Regions from separate parts of the Zea mays genome. Here region 2 is linked to region 1. A link is a contact called in public Hi-C data. All regions are on one chromosome and are shown on one strand. Each heading gives the region's core, a stretch centred on a gene start, on an enhancer-like site or on the middle of the called end of the contact. The rest is flanking DNA. Distances are from core to core; before and after follow the strand shown. Region 1 has its middle 28 kb from the start of LOC112694743. Region 2 holds the start of LOC100193782 (putative RING zinc finger domain superfamily protein).

Region 1 (6,915 bases), core at 1,163-3,662:
TCCTGCATCCAGGCCCCCGGTCATCTCTTGCGAAATGTTGGAACTAGGTTGCTCACCTCAGAGCAGGTTACGAAGTTGTAGCAACCGAAGTTGTTATGATATTGCTCTTTTTCGGTGGCCTTCATCTCATAAGACAATTCATGCATGTTGCAGAAGCATTTTGCATTTGGTTCTAACCCTTGGCTCCTCATGGCCCAAATAAAGAACCCCATCTTGATGATAGCTTCGGGAGTAAGCTGATGAAGATAAATTTCGAAAGTTTTCAGGACTTCGACCAACATCTTATCCAGAGGGAACCGAAGCCCTGCTTTCATGAAGCTTCTATAAACGACCACCTCGTCAGCTTCGGGCAGAGGGACATAATTCTCCCCTCCAGCCCTCACAATAGAAATGTCACAGAAGTACCTTCCCTCATTGCATCAATTTGTCCTTGTTCGATGGTTGATTTCTTGAAGACAACATGGCTTGGTCTCCAATACCGATCTTCGGCACCCTCATTCGCACTTTGTACACCAAAGTCTTCACTATCACTGGAACCCTTAGATATCCCAGCTAGTGTCTCATGTGCAATCTTTTCTGCATTGGTTCTTTCCATAGCTTCGTAAAACTTGGACATCACTGGGTCGATAGTCTTCTTCTCGCCAGCCATCAAATCAAAGCTTGTTGAAATGCCGAAGCTTAAAATCCGATCAAAACTCGACAAAGCAAGAAAGTTTAAAATGGCGAGCACAGTGTAAGCATTAAAATGGCACAAGAAATGCTTTCAATACGACCTCCTATTTATATGCCTAGCGCCCCACGATTTGGTGGGTCCGGCATGTCAGTGTCGTTCGCTATTCTAGCGAAGGGAAGGTGTTTTTTCAGACCTTCGGCTAAAGGCATGCGTTCACGTCGCAGTCTAAATTTGTTACAAAGAAACAAGTTAATACTGCGAGGGGCTACTGTTGGAGGTCTTCCTCTTCCAAAGGTCCTAAAAAACGTGACTAACCATATGTTTTTAGCATGATTATGAATAGTTACAAGAAGCTTCGACTTTGGGATGGAGGACTTCTCTTATGACAGAACGAAGGGAAATAAAGAATGGACGACGAAGCTGGAAGCCAATGGACTTCGGCTGGACATGTTGACGAAGCTCATGTATGATGATGACTGAAAGAGGATAAAGACCATACAGTCCTTAACAATTCATGTTAAGATTATAGATAGTTTCTAGGGACATAAATGTACTTTTATCTGGGCTGCGTCCCGTGCCTATAAATAGATGAACAGTAACATCGTATTGCTCACGCTGGATTATAACCACTCTCGCGTCATTCTCGCACCCTCACCTTCCGCCAAGCCGAAGGTACCAATGTAACATGAATATTATTGATGTTTATTCATGTTTATGGAATACAAAAATAAATATATTATTGATAAATAATTGTTATTATATGTATTCCTTTACTTTCTTATTTATATTTATATGATGAAATGATGAAGGATGTTCGTCATGACCTTCGTGTGAAGATCGTTATATCCGAGAGGAAATAATGCTTCGAAGGACGAAGGTCTTTAACCATTAACAATTGTGTTGCCTTGTTCTTGATTTATAGCATTTGAGAACAAGTGACCAACAACATTATTAGGTAAAAAGGAGTGATTAAGGGCACAACTTGCCTTAGACTCAAGATCTCTAGGTACTTCACCAAGTTGGTCTTCAGATATCTCGTGACCTCACTCCTATGCGTAGCATACATACAAATAGACAAGGAGTACATAAAAATAAAATTACACCAAACATGAGAACAAACAGCGTGAGAATATTCTACGTGCGGCTACGAGAACGTATGTTCTAAAACGACTAAATTTGGAGTTATGGTAAAAAAGTATAGTTTTTGGAAGTTCTATGTGGTTAAGTACGAAACTATATTCTATATTGGTTATAATTCATGTAATAAAGATATTCTAAAGAAATAAGTCATTTTAACTTTAATCTAAGTTATAACTTTAATCTACAGATCACCTTTCTTGTCAAATAATAATTATAGACATATTATCTTTGATTAGTAAGATAATCTATTAAACACCAGTTAAATATATATCTATTGATAAAGGTTCATGATATGTTACGAATAGTGTTGTTATTGTGTAGTCAATTTTATTACGAAGCTAGCGCGATTTAGGTGGATCAAATCGGAGCTAAAATGCATAAGTTATGAATTAAATAAGCTTATGGAATCTTTTCCATATTAAAATTGTATTTCTATATTTATTTCGTATTTTTAGGTAGCTTGTGGATGGCCGGTGCTATTCCTAGGAAGTCTAGGGTCTGAATTCTAAAATTCAGGAATGTTTTGCGATAATTCGTATATGTGTAAGGACTGCGGGTTGATTTTGTAAAAGCCGAGGTGCTCATATGGAAGACTACCGTGCTGCTATGTCCGTGAAGCGCTCTGGTTCACCAGATCGCGATCCAAGGGCTGACAATAGAGTCCGAATCGGCATGCAATCTCAATCACCAGATCCAAGGGTATGATAGATGTGATATCATGCGCTCATCTGGGTTTCAACTGCCCACACTTTTATTAAACCTGATCTAATCGACTCCATTGATTCGTTCATCAACGACCCTAGGACGTAGGACATCTTCTTTCTCAAAGGACAACGCTGGGTGGCGCCCGTAGCTCCACCGCGACGGATTCAACGGTGTGATCCCGCCACCGCGCTCCACTACCCCATTTCCTCTCGAGGTCGGTGCAACGCAAGGCAGGAATCCAAGCAGTCTGGATCGATGTGGCTTACCAGTGGGTGAAGTTGGGGTGGCCCTCAGCCACGGTGCGGTGCGATCCACGACGGCGCCAATTGCTCCATCGAGCAATTGCTCTAGCTCCGACCACCCATCCTGCTTGCCACCGTGACACACGTGATCCTCGACATATGGCGCTTCACCATGATCAATCCTAGAGCCCTACATAGTGGTTTAGACAGAAGTCGCCAATGGCAGACACTGCCCTCCCCTGCACCCCATCGATGGTTCGACGGTGGGCTTAATCAGCGGCTTTGACGTGCATCGGAAGGATGGACGAGGGGAGGGAGCAGTTTTAAACCTCAGGCCAAAGGAGGTTGGGCGCGAGCTCGTCGGATCGAGAGGAGTGGATCTGCCCGGGATCAGCGCATTTCGGTTGCAATGAACCTACAATGGTGGTGCTGGTGCATGAGTTGGTCGAGGAGGAGCCCGTGGCATGGTATTTATTCACCGGGCAGGAGTTCGAGGTTGCCCCGATTAGTCGTTTTGACAAACGCGACAAGTTACACACGTTCGGTTAGGAGGTTGACGGAGGGGACGAATCTGACTCCGAGGTCCCACACGGCTGTGGAGTAAAGACCGCACATGTGCGCGATGGAGTCCCAGGTCAACGAGTCCCGTGGAGCAGCGCTTTGTGGGAGATAGGCTGGCTCGGGTGGGCTGGCTGGGGGAGGAAAGCCGAGGCTGGGCCGAGCCAGAGGAGGAACCAGCCCAAGTCGAGTAGAGGTGTTTTTTTAAAATTATGTTTCCATTTTCCTTTCTATTCCTTTACTGGTTCAATTTTAAATCATGAATTCAAATCAATTTTGGGTTTCAAATATTATCTCAAATGTAAAATCATGTAAACCCAGCATGTATGCAAAGTAACATTTTATTTGAGTTTATTTATTTAGGAAAATGTTCAAAATATGTCATGAAAACATTTTATTAATATAATTCCTAATGTAAAATCTCTATTAAGGAATAGTTTAAATTATTTATTTTTAAGGGTATGTTTAAATATATTAATCAACAAAAGATATACAAGGTCCTTTCTTAACCTTTTGTTATGAAACATAATTATTTTAGGAGATGTAGATTTTAAAAGTAAGAGACTTTTAATTAAAAGGTATTCTAATTTGAACACCTTTGGAGAGTTTTACTAAATTCTCAAAGTAAGATTTTGAGGTGCTACAATATCCCTATTTATATATAAATTCTCCTTCATGTTGTATATTATTTCCCTTTTTCCTCTGTTTTCTTTCTATGTTATTTTCATTTTTAAATCCTAATTTCAATTTGGTGTTAATCCAAATTTGAACATTATTCTATTTTTATTACTATTATTATCATTATTATTATTTTTAAATGCACAAACAAATAAACTCCAGCATGATGTAGGGGTTATTTATGTTTTGTTAGAGAATTATTCACTTTAAATCTGTTCCTTAATAATTCTCATGAATAGAAGGTAGTACACATAATGATTTATCCCTCTCTTTTATATTCCACAAGTTGGGGTATTACAATCTCCTTCCTCCGACCGTGCACCGTCGAATCAGGCCTGTTCATCCAGCTAATAGACTGGAATTGCTTGACGGAGTTGTGCCGCCGTCGATTTTCGCTTATCTCTGTAAACTGGAATCTGTAGTTGTCCGCTCGCGTGTTAAAAGGTCCACTCGATTTGCCATACACCGAGCTATGTTTGGGATCTGTCAAGATCCGACGTGGTCGCGTTTTTGGCTGAACCACCGGTCTCCAGCGAGGTTCGCCATCGTGGGACGCTGTGCCATCGGGTTTGGCTTTGGGCTGGGGAAGACAGTAGATCAGTCGTTAATCCGCGGAGGAACGGTCCTGATCTGGCAAGGAATACCCCTTCGCTGCCGGGGAATCCTGGCGTCGATCGGGTAATGAACGATGTAGAGTAGATCACATTTCATTAAACGTGGACCGTTGATCGTTGATCCAATGGCCGCGACTGCGTACCGGTTCACTTCACCCAGAATCTAATCTGAGCCGACCGGCTGTGATCGGACGGCTCAAAACTATCGATACCCTTTCGGCCTGGAAAACTTGTAGAAGAGCCCCTCTGTTTTATTAATATTAACCTGCCATCCATGTTTATGCAAAACCATCACAAAGAACCCCGAAGAAATAAACCTATTCAATGATGCCAGCCTGCTTGTCAATCTTTGAGCACCTTTTCTTGACTTTGGTGATTCCATCCGAAGTATAGCTTCTATTTTCTTTGGGTTAGCTTCAATCCCCTTTGTTGATACTAGACATCCAAGGAATTTTCCTTTCTTTGGCTCAGAAGCTTTGAAAGATGTCAGATGACAAAGCCGAAGGTGCAAGAAACAAAGTTAAAAGACTCCTTAGTGCTGGGGAGATCAGAGAGGTGACATACCCAGAATGGCTAGCCGACACTGTGATGGCGAAGAAGGACAATGGAAAGCGGAGAATGTGCATCGACTTCATAGATCTCAACAAGGCATGTCCAAAGGATGAATTTCCTTTGCCAAGAATGGACTCCCTCAAAGATGCGGCAGCCACTTTGGAGCTTATGAGTCTGCTGGGGTGTTACTCAGGCTATCATCAGATTTGGATGAAGAAAGAAGATGAGCCCAAAACAAGCTTCATAACCCCTAGTGGAATTTATTGCTATCTTTGGATGTCTGAGGGGCTCAAGAATGCTGGAGGATGCTTCAGCAGGATGACTTCCAAAGTTCTCTGCACTCAATTTGGCAGGAATGTTTTGACATATGTCGATGATATCATAGTCAAAAGTACGAAGCAAGAAAATCACATTGCTGATTTGCATGAAACATTTGCCAATTTTAAAAAGGTTGGCCTCATGTTAAACCCAGAAAAATGTGTCTTCGGGGTAAAGAAAGGAAAATTCCTTGGATGTCTAGTATCAACAAAGGGGATTGAAGCTAACCCAAACAAAATAGAAGCTATACTTCGGATGGAACTGTGGCGGAACCGCCCGAATTATTCCACCTTAAGTGCCCAAGTCGCGCCTTAGAGGCAGCAACACACTTAAATTGGAATAACTCGTTAGTCCCTCAGATCTAGTCTGATGAAGCTACTTCCCCGGGATCAAATACCACTAGCTCACTCGAAGGTGAGTCACAGAGAGAATACAATAAAGCATGAAACCACAAATTAAGTACTGGAGTTATTACATAAATCGGAGTTTTAGGTAAAAGGGAACAAGTTCATTATTAAAGTGCAGCGGATAATCGATAACGTCAAAAGCTGAGGAATAGGGCAAGGCCTGGCCCACTACTCCTCCTGCTCCTCTCGTGCGGGTGCAGCATCCCACTCGACCGTCCAACCCGGTGGCAGGGTGGAAGGGCAAGTCACACCATCAACCATGTCCAACAACGTACCTGCAAAAATTGTGCCACAAGTAAGGCTAAGCATACTAATACTCAGCTAGACTTACCCGGTGTGAGGAGTCTACTCCTCTACCTCTAGACCATGCAGCTGTTTGCTGAGGGGTTTGGTTTGCCAAAAGCACTAGCTGAGTCTAAAATCAATTTTAGCTTTTCCAGTTCTAGCATAATTAATTTAGCTAGGTTTGCTCCTGTCTAAGCATACATGGTAACAATCATTTAGTACAATCCACATGTTATCTCTAGTAAAACCTCATTTCACTTCTTACTCAATGCAGTACAAGGGGTCAAGCAGTCTCATTAGCTGCGAGAAGCAAATGATTCGAATCGAGTTTTTAAACCTGTAAGGTAAACCTAAACACACGACATGTAGGGGCACTCTATCCTACACATGTCAATTGTCCCCATCGATTCCCCGTTCGCGGCCAGGGCTCACCGCCTTGGCATACAATGCTCCACTGACCCCAGCTGCCGCCGTGCAGTGTCCACACTTGTACCCACCATAGCTAGCATGGGAGACCCAGTCTCAGGACAAGTGAGGGGGAAAGTCCACGCCCGACTTCACTGAGGTACTAGGTTTACCGGTTACCATATTTCCCGATATGTGTTTAGTACTTTCAAACGCTTGACTCAGGTATCCACACATTAATCCTTAATTCCATTTCCGTCTCATGGACAAGGCATCCACCCTGGATCCAAGTCCATAGACCTTCATAGATCCTGTTATCAAGATGAATACAATCAATT
Region 2 (6,911 bases), core at 2,073-4,572, 370 kb before region 1:
TCCACTGTATCCTTCTAAAGGTGGGGGCGTGCGCGTGGACAGCGGCCAGCGGGGGCGTCGGCGTGGGTGGTGGCGGCAGCTGCTTGGGCGTCGACCTACCTGGGGACGGCGGCCCGCGAGGGCGTGCAGGTGCTTCGGCGGCGGCCGTGGGAAGACCTAGGGGCTGCGGCCAGCGAGGACGTTGGCGTGGGTGGAGTCGTGGAGGTAGGCAGGTGCTCGGGCATGGCCGTTTGGCGCGCAGACTGAGGGCGGACCTCGGGCGGCGGTGGGCACACGTACATCAATCAGGAGATCGGCTTGCTTGTAGAGATTTAGAGAGATTTAGCGTTTCGCAGAATTCTATAACAAAAATTGAGTGTCACAACTAAACGTACACATCAATAAGGTCCATTTGGTTAGTGAGTATTACTTTGGTGGAAGGTGAAGGTTGTGAGTTCGATTTCTCTTAAAGACATGTTTTTTGCATGTTTTTTGCAAATAATTAGAGATATGACAAATGTTTTAATAAGTGAAACACAATGACAATAAGATAAAATAAATATTTTAATAAATAAAACGATACAACGTGGACTAAAAGACTTTGTATTGTTATCAATTCCCCCCACTTTACACATTTTTTGCGCAATTTAGCATCCCCAACTACAATGCTTTAGTTAAAAATAAAAGGCACAATTGCAAAATTGCTAAAGTACCAAAATTAATCTACAGATACGGTTTGCAACGCATATAAACGTTACAAGCATTCTAGTTACTCTACGCATACGGCTGCAACACATGGTAATCGTTGCTATGATCGTATTTACTCTACGCATACAATTTGCAACGCATGTTAAATGTTGCCAGTACCATTGTAATTCAACAGATATAAGTTGCAACACATAACAAGCGTTGGAACATAATCACTTCCAACGCATATAATTGTACGTTGCTAGGTATACGTTGCTATAGGGGGGTTTATTTTGTAGTGGTAGATTTTGATAGAGCTGAACTCGACACTTGCTTAATTGCTAAGACTAACATGGGCTGGCTCTGGCATCGCCGACTAGTACATGTTGGAATGAAGAATCTTCACAAGCTTCTAAAGGGAGAACACATTTTGGGACTAACAAATATTCATTTTGAGAAAGACAGGATTTGTAGCGCATGTTAGGCAGGGAAGCAAGTTGGTGTTCATTATCCACACAAGAACATTATGACGACTGACAGGCCACTTGAGCTCCTACACATGGACCTATTCGACCCGATTGCTTACATAAGCATCGGTGGGAGTAAGTACTGTCTAGTTATTGTGGATGACTATTCTCGCTTCACTTGGATATTCTTTTTGCAGGAAAATCTCATACCCAAGAGACCTTAAAGGGATTCTTGAGACGGGCTCAAAATGAGTTCGGAATAAGGATCAAGAAAATTAGAAGCGACAACGGGACAGAGTTCAAGAACTCTCAAATTGAAGGCTTCCTTGAGGAGGAGGGCATCAAGCATGAGTTCTCTTCTCCCTACACACCACAACAAAATGGTGTAGTGGAGAGGAAGAATAGAACTCTATTGGACATGGCAAGGACCATGCTTGATGAATACAAGACTTCGGATCGGTTCTGGGCCGAGGCGGTCAACACGGCCTGCTACGCCATCAACCGGTTGTATCTATACCGAATCCTCAAGAAGACATCATATGAACTCCTAACCGGTAAAAAGCCCACTGTTTCATATTTTAGAGTCTTTGGTAGCAAATGCTTTATTCTTGTTAAAAGAGGTAGAAAATCTAAATTTGCTCCTAAGGCTGTAGAAGGCTTTTTACTAGGATATGATTCAAACACAAGGGCATATAGAGTCTTTAACAAGTCCTCCGGACTAGTTGAAGTTTCTTGTGACATTGTGTTTGATGAGACTAACGTCTCTCAAATAGAGCAAGTTGATCTTGATGAGATAGGTGATTAAGAGGCTCCGTGCGTCGCGCTAAGGAACATGTCCATTGGTGATGTGTGTCCTAAGGAATCCGAAGAGCCACCACATGCACAAGATCAACCGTCTTCCTCCACACAAGCATCTCCACCAACCCAAGATGAGGATGGAGCTCAAAATGATGAAGGAGAAAATCAAGATGTTGAGCCACATCAAGAGGAGAGCAATGATCAAGGGGGAGATGCCCATAATCAAGATGAGGAAGATGAACAAGTTCCAAGGCCGCCACACCCAAGAGTCCACCAAGCAATTCAACGAGATCACCCCGTGAACTCCATCCCCGGCGATATTCAAAAGGGGGTAACTACTCGATCATGTGTTGCTCATTTTTGTGAACATTACTCTTTTGTTTCCTCTATTGAGCCACACATGGTAGAGGAAGCACTACAAGATTCGGATTGGGTGGTGGCGATGCAAGAGGAGCTCAACAACTTCACTAGGAATGGGGTATGACATTTAGTTCCATGTCCTAACCAAAATGTTGTAGGAACCAAGTGGGTCTTCCGCAACAAGCAAGATGAGCATGGTGTGGTGACAAGAAACAAAGCCCGACTTGTGGCCAAGGGATAATCACAAGTCGAAGGTTTGGATTTCGGTGAAATCTATGCACCCGTAGCTAGGCTTGAATCAATTCGCATATTACTTGCCTATGCTACTTACCATGGCTTTAAGCTTTACCAAATGGACGTGAAAAGTGCCTTCCTCAATGGACCAATCAAAGAAGAGGTCTATGTTGAGCAACCTCTCGGCTTTGAAGATAGTGGGTATCCTAATCACGTGTATAAACTCTCTAAGGCGCTGTTTTCGAAATAAGGCCCAATTTATTTATCTTCCTAAACTTTAGTCCCTATCACAAAGATATTTAGACGCTAGTTAGATGTATTAAATATAATCTAATTATAAGATTAATCACACAGATGTGAACTAAACAATAAGACGAATCTACCATACCTAATTAATTCATGATTCAATAATGTGATGTTACAATACACATTTGCTAATAATGCAGTAATTAGGTTTAATTAAATTTATTCAATAATGTGATGTTACAATACACATTTGCTAATAATGCAGTAATTAGGTTTAATTAAATTTATCTCATAATTAATTTTATAATTAAATTATATTTAATACTCGTGATAACCATTCAAATATTCAATATAGTACTAAACTTTAATCGCTCGACCCAAACATCCTCTAAAAGCTATTTCGGAAACACCATTTTACTAAGGGATTCTAATTTTCTAAAGAGAAAATAAATTAATTTCAGAAAAATGAAAATCACTTAAAAAATAAGATTACCAAACTAGCTCTAAATTGTGAAAAACGGGAGTGGCCCGACCGTTTTCATTGCTCACACTGCTGTCTCCGTTCCATCCCCTACGAGATCTGCCCCCTCGCCCTCGCCCTGCTCCAATCCCCATCTCCTTGCGGCCCGATCCACCCTGCTCCAATCCCCCGGCGATGGTCGTGTGCAAATGCCGAAAGGTAACACATTCGCTCTCCGCCGATCTGCCGATCCCAGCCCCGTACCCCACGGTTTCTCTCGTTGTGTTTGTATTGGTCAGCCGGCAGGACACGGGCTGATTCGGGATCTGGGGGTGCAAGGTGAGTGGGTCGGCGGCGGCACGAAAAGCTCCAGTTTGGGGCCTGTATGTGTTCACCGCGGGCGTCGAGGTTTGCTGGCTCGAGGCATTTCGTCGACCCCCCGCCACCGTGTTATTGTAGTCGAACTGTTGGTTGTGTTCTACGATTTGGAGTGCGTTGGTTGACGCCTTTAGTGGCTTCTGCTGCAATTTTGAGCTGATGGGTTTGCGTGCTTGTTTCAGGCGACGAGGGTTTACTGCTTCGTCCATCAGGTCCCCGTCTGTGGCGTGTGCATATGCTTCCCGGAACATCAGCTATGTGTGGTGAGTGGACTTCCCAACTTTTCAATCATTGCCTGTGCTGCAAACAAAGGGCATCTAGAGTGGAAACCGGTTCACTCAGAAAAGCAATTGAACTACTGCTATGGTGTCTAGAATTGGCACTTCTTAATATGCTGTTATCTGGATCTAGTCCTCTGCAACTTTGTCCATCTCATCCACCTTACTTTACATTGGTTTTGTCCACAAGTGACAATGAGCTTGTTGGTCTATTGTCCATAGGAATGAACATGCTTTACTTATGTTATGAAACTTAAAAGGAACACAGTCTAGCTGTTACTTCTTTACAGTCTGAGGAGAACAGAATAATCTGGGTTCCATGGCAAGAAGCTAGTCGCGAAAGGTTTTTGTTTTGCTGGTGCCTATGCTGGAATATCAGCTTCTCCTTTGGATGCATATTGTATTATGCCAAAAGTCCTTTCAAGAACTATTCTGCTGTTCCGTCTGCTAGCTTTGAATTAAAGCCAGCTGATCCATAAAGACAAAACACTGTATAAGCAGTAGAAGCCGATACAGATTAAAGCCAAGCGAACAGGCCTTGGTTTTGAGGATCTGCTCCCTAAATCCTTGCATTATCTTTTGTATTTAGCTTGACCTATTATGTTGCCTGATTCTATTCATTCGGTAGTTTCTGTGTCCATCAGGTAAGAAGATCGGCATGTGCTTGCATTTTACCTTGGGTTCTGATTGTATTACATTTCAACTTTGATGGGTGCATCACACTATGCGCTCCTATTTGTTTTGTGCCACCAGAAATTTCAGAATTTAATGTAATGGAACTAGTAACATCTATCTGCATATTAGTGTATTTGCAAATCTGTTAGGAAAGGTACTTTTTCCTAGAAATTAACATCTGTCAATTCATATTCTGTAGGTGAAGAACTATGCTGAATGGGTTGTTAATTCTGAGTATGACTGGCCACAACACTGTTCGTCTTGCAATTCTGTTCTCGAAGGTGGAACTGAAGAAACAACACGATTGGGTTGCTTGCGTATGTGATGTCAATAGAATGCTTGAAGTCACTAATTTTATAATCCCATCTTTATTTAGCATAACTGGTAATTATTTTTTCGGCATCCTATAGATGTGGTACACACCAAATGCTTGATATCACATATCCAAAGTTTTCCTACCCAAACAGCACCAGATGGATACGTCTGCCCCTCCTGTTCTGCACCCGTAAGTTGAACCCAGTCTCCGTCTACATGCAAGTATTGGCTTCATGGATCTCACAATTCTTTGATTTTTTAACTATATTAATTTTTCTAACAGATATGGCCACCTTCTAGCATTAAAGATACAGGTTCGCGCCTTCACACTGAACTGAAAGAAGCGATAGTCCAGGTTAGATCCTTAAAATCTGTTTATTATTTCTCAGTAAACCATTGATTTTGTCCATGTATATGTTATTTGTCACAATATTTACGTCACTTCATGTCCAAGTGATAATATCTGCAAGTTAATAGTCCCTCCATTCGAAATTGTAAGTCATTTTGACATTTGTAGCACCCAGATATATGTATTTTTGGGTAACATAGTAAAAAACTATGTATCTAGATAGAAAAGCTAGAACAACTTGCAATATAGAACAGAGGGAGGACTAACTTGGTCAATTGTGTACATTATTTAAGTACTGCAATGTAATTAATCTCTTCTCTGCTATTAGGGATACATTTCATACATTTCTTGTTTCATTCCAAGTTCTGGTGCTGCTCAATTTCCATTTGTTTACTGCAAGACTTTAATGTATCTTTGTTGCAAGTTTTTTTTTCTGTTCTGGCACTTAGACTGATAAGGCTTGCATTTCTCTGGCATGTTGCAGACTGGAATGGAGAAAAATGTATTTGGAAATCATTATGTGACAATAGCTAAAGCTGATACTCAGACACCTCCTGCTTTTGCATCAGATCCTCTCAAAACTTTATCCAATCGTGATGATAGAGAATTTAATAGTGCAAATGCAGCTAAAGATGCTGCTTTGCCATCAACATTACATTCTGGGATGTACTCTTCTGCTGTAGGATCTGAGACAACTATTCATGTTGATCCAGAAATTGTTGAAATAGAGGGTTCTAGTCCTGTATCGACCCAATTTTCAGTGCAGGACTCCAACTTCATCAGGAGTCCAAGCCCACATGGGGTAAGTCCTGAAAAATCCCTGTATTGTTCTGTTCTTTGTTACTATATGTTTTCTTCTTTTGAGATTTGCTTATTCAGAGCACAGCGATCCTATTTCTTCTTCGTGTAGCCTGGTGCTATGACAAGAAAAGGCGCTAATACTGTTGATAGACAAAATTCTGAGATTTCTTATTATGCTGATGATGAAGATGGAAATAGGAAAAAGTATACTAAAAGGGGTAAGCATGCAATTGGCAGGATTTTTTCCTATTTTCTCAGTTCTTTATTGTGTTAAAATTCTTTTTGTACTACAATTTGGTCACATGATTTGAACTAAAAGGAATATGGTGTTTCTGCCCTACTATACGATGCAATGTTGATTTTAACTTACTTTTAAACTTTGTGTGATTTTGAATTGAATTGTCCATTTGGGGGGGATTAAATGGTAATAAAATAGGAAAAAGAAAACATGTCCACACAAGGACAAACATAACCCACAATTTATCAGTTTTTCTCGCTAGCATCACCCATCCGGCTGTTCGCCTTTGATGGTCTCCAATCCAAATTAATCCTCTACTCTAATTATGGGGCAATGGTGGTGGAGCGTGGCCAGTGGGGCCTGCAGGTCAGCAAGCTTGCGGTGTGGCCAGTTGGGAAACCTCCTGCCGGTGGTCGGCGCACGCAGGGAGCCCCCACACCCTTAAGGTTGGGAGCTTATGACGCATGCTGAAGACAGCTTTGGGCCGTGCAGCAGGTGGCTTTTGGGTGGACCATGCCGCCGGGTGACCACCATGCTCGAGTGGGTGGGTGGCCACTGAGCTCGCGTGGGAGGCCAGGAGGACACAGGGCCGCGTGTTCCTTGGCAGCCTTGCGGACGACTTGTTGGAGGGTGGCATGGCAGTGGC

The links. A called contact is a pair of places that touch in the nucleus more often than the background predicts.
Region 2: a contact with region 1 is called in a Hi-C map of leaf, with 4 times the contacts expected there. The contact joins the promoter of LOC100193782 here to the enhancer-like site in region 1. A contact is called at or near these places in 4 of 25 Hi-C or Micro-C datasets (ear, leaf and tassel).

Annotation. Positions count from the first base shown.
Region 1 is chr1:130,794,193-130,801,107 of Zm-B73-REFERENCE-NAM-5.0, reverse strand. No RefSeq gene overlaps it. Among protein-coding and RNA genes, the nearest start is that of LOC112694743, 28 kb to the left of the region's middle. Within about 2 kb of position 2,412, at least 18 of the 20 cell types and tissues checked have an H3K27ac peak or open chromatin away from gene starts, as enhancers often do. A contact at or near this core is called in ear, leaf and tassel, where this site is marked.
Region 2 is chr1:131,169,222-131,176,132 of Zm-B73-REFERENCE-NAM-5.0, reverse strand. LOC100193782 (putative RING zinc finger domain superfamily protein) reads left to right here and starts at 3,322. Exons shown (of 9, transcript NM_001138868.1): 1 at 3,322-3,450; 2 at 3,792-3,872; 3 at 4,762-4,879; 4 at 4,973-5,067; 5 at 5,161-5,232; 6 at 5,711-6,028; 7 at 6,137-6,245. The coding sequence starts at 3,427.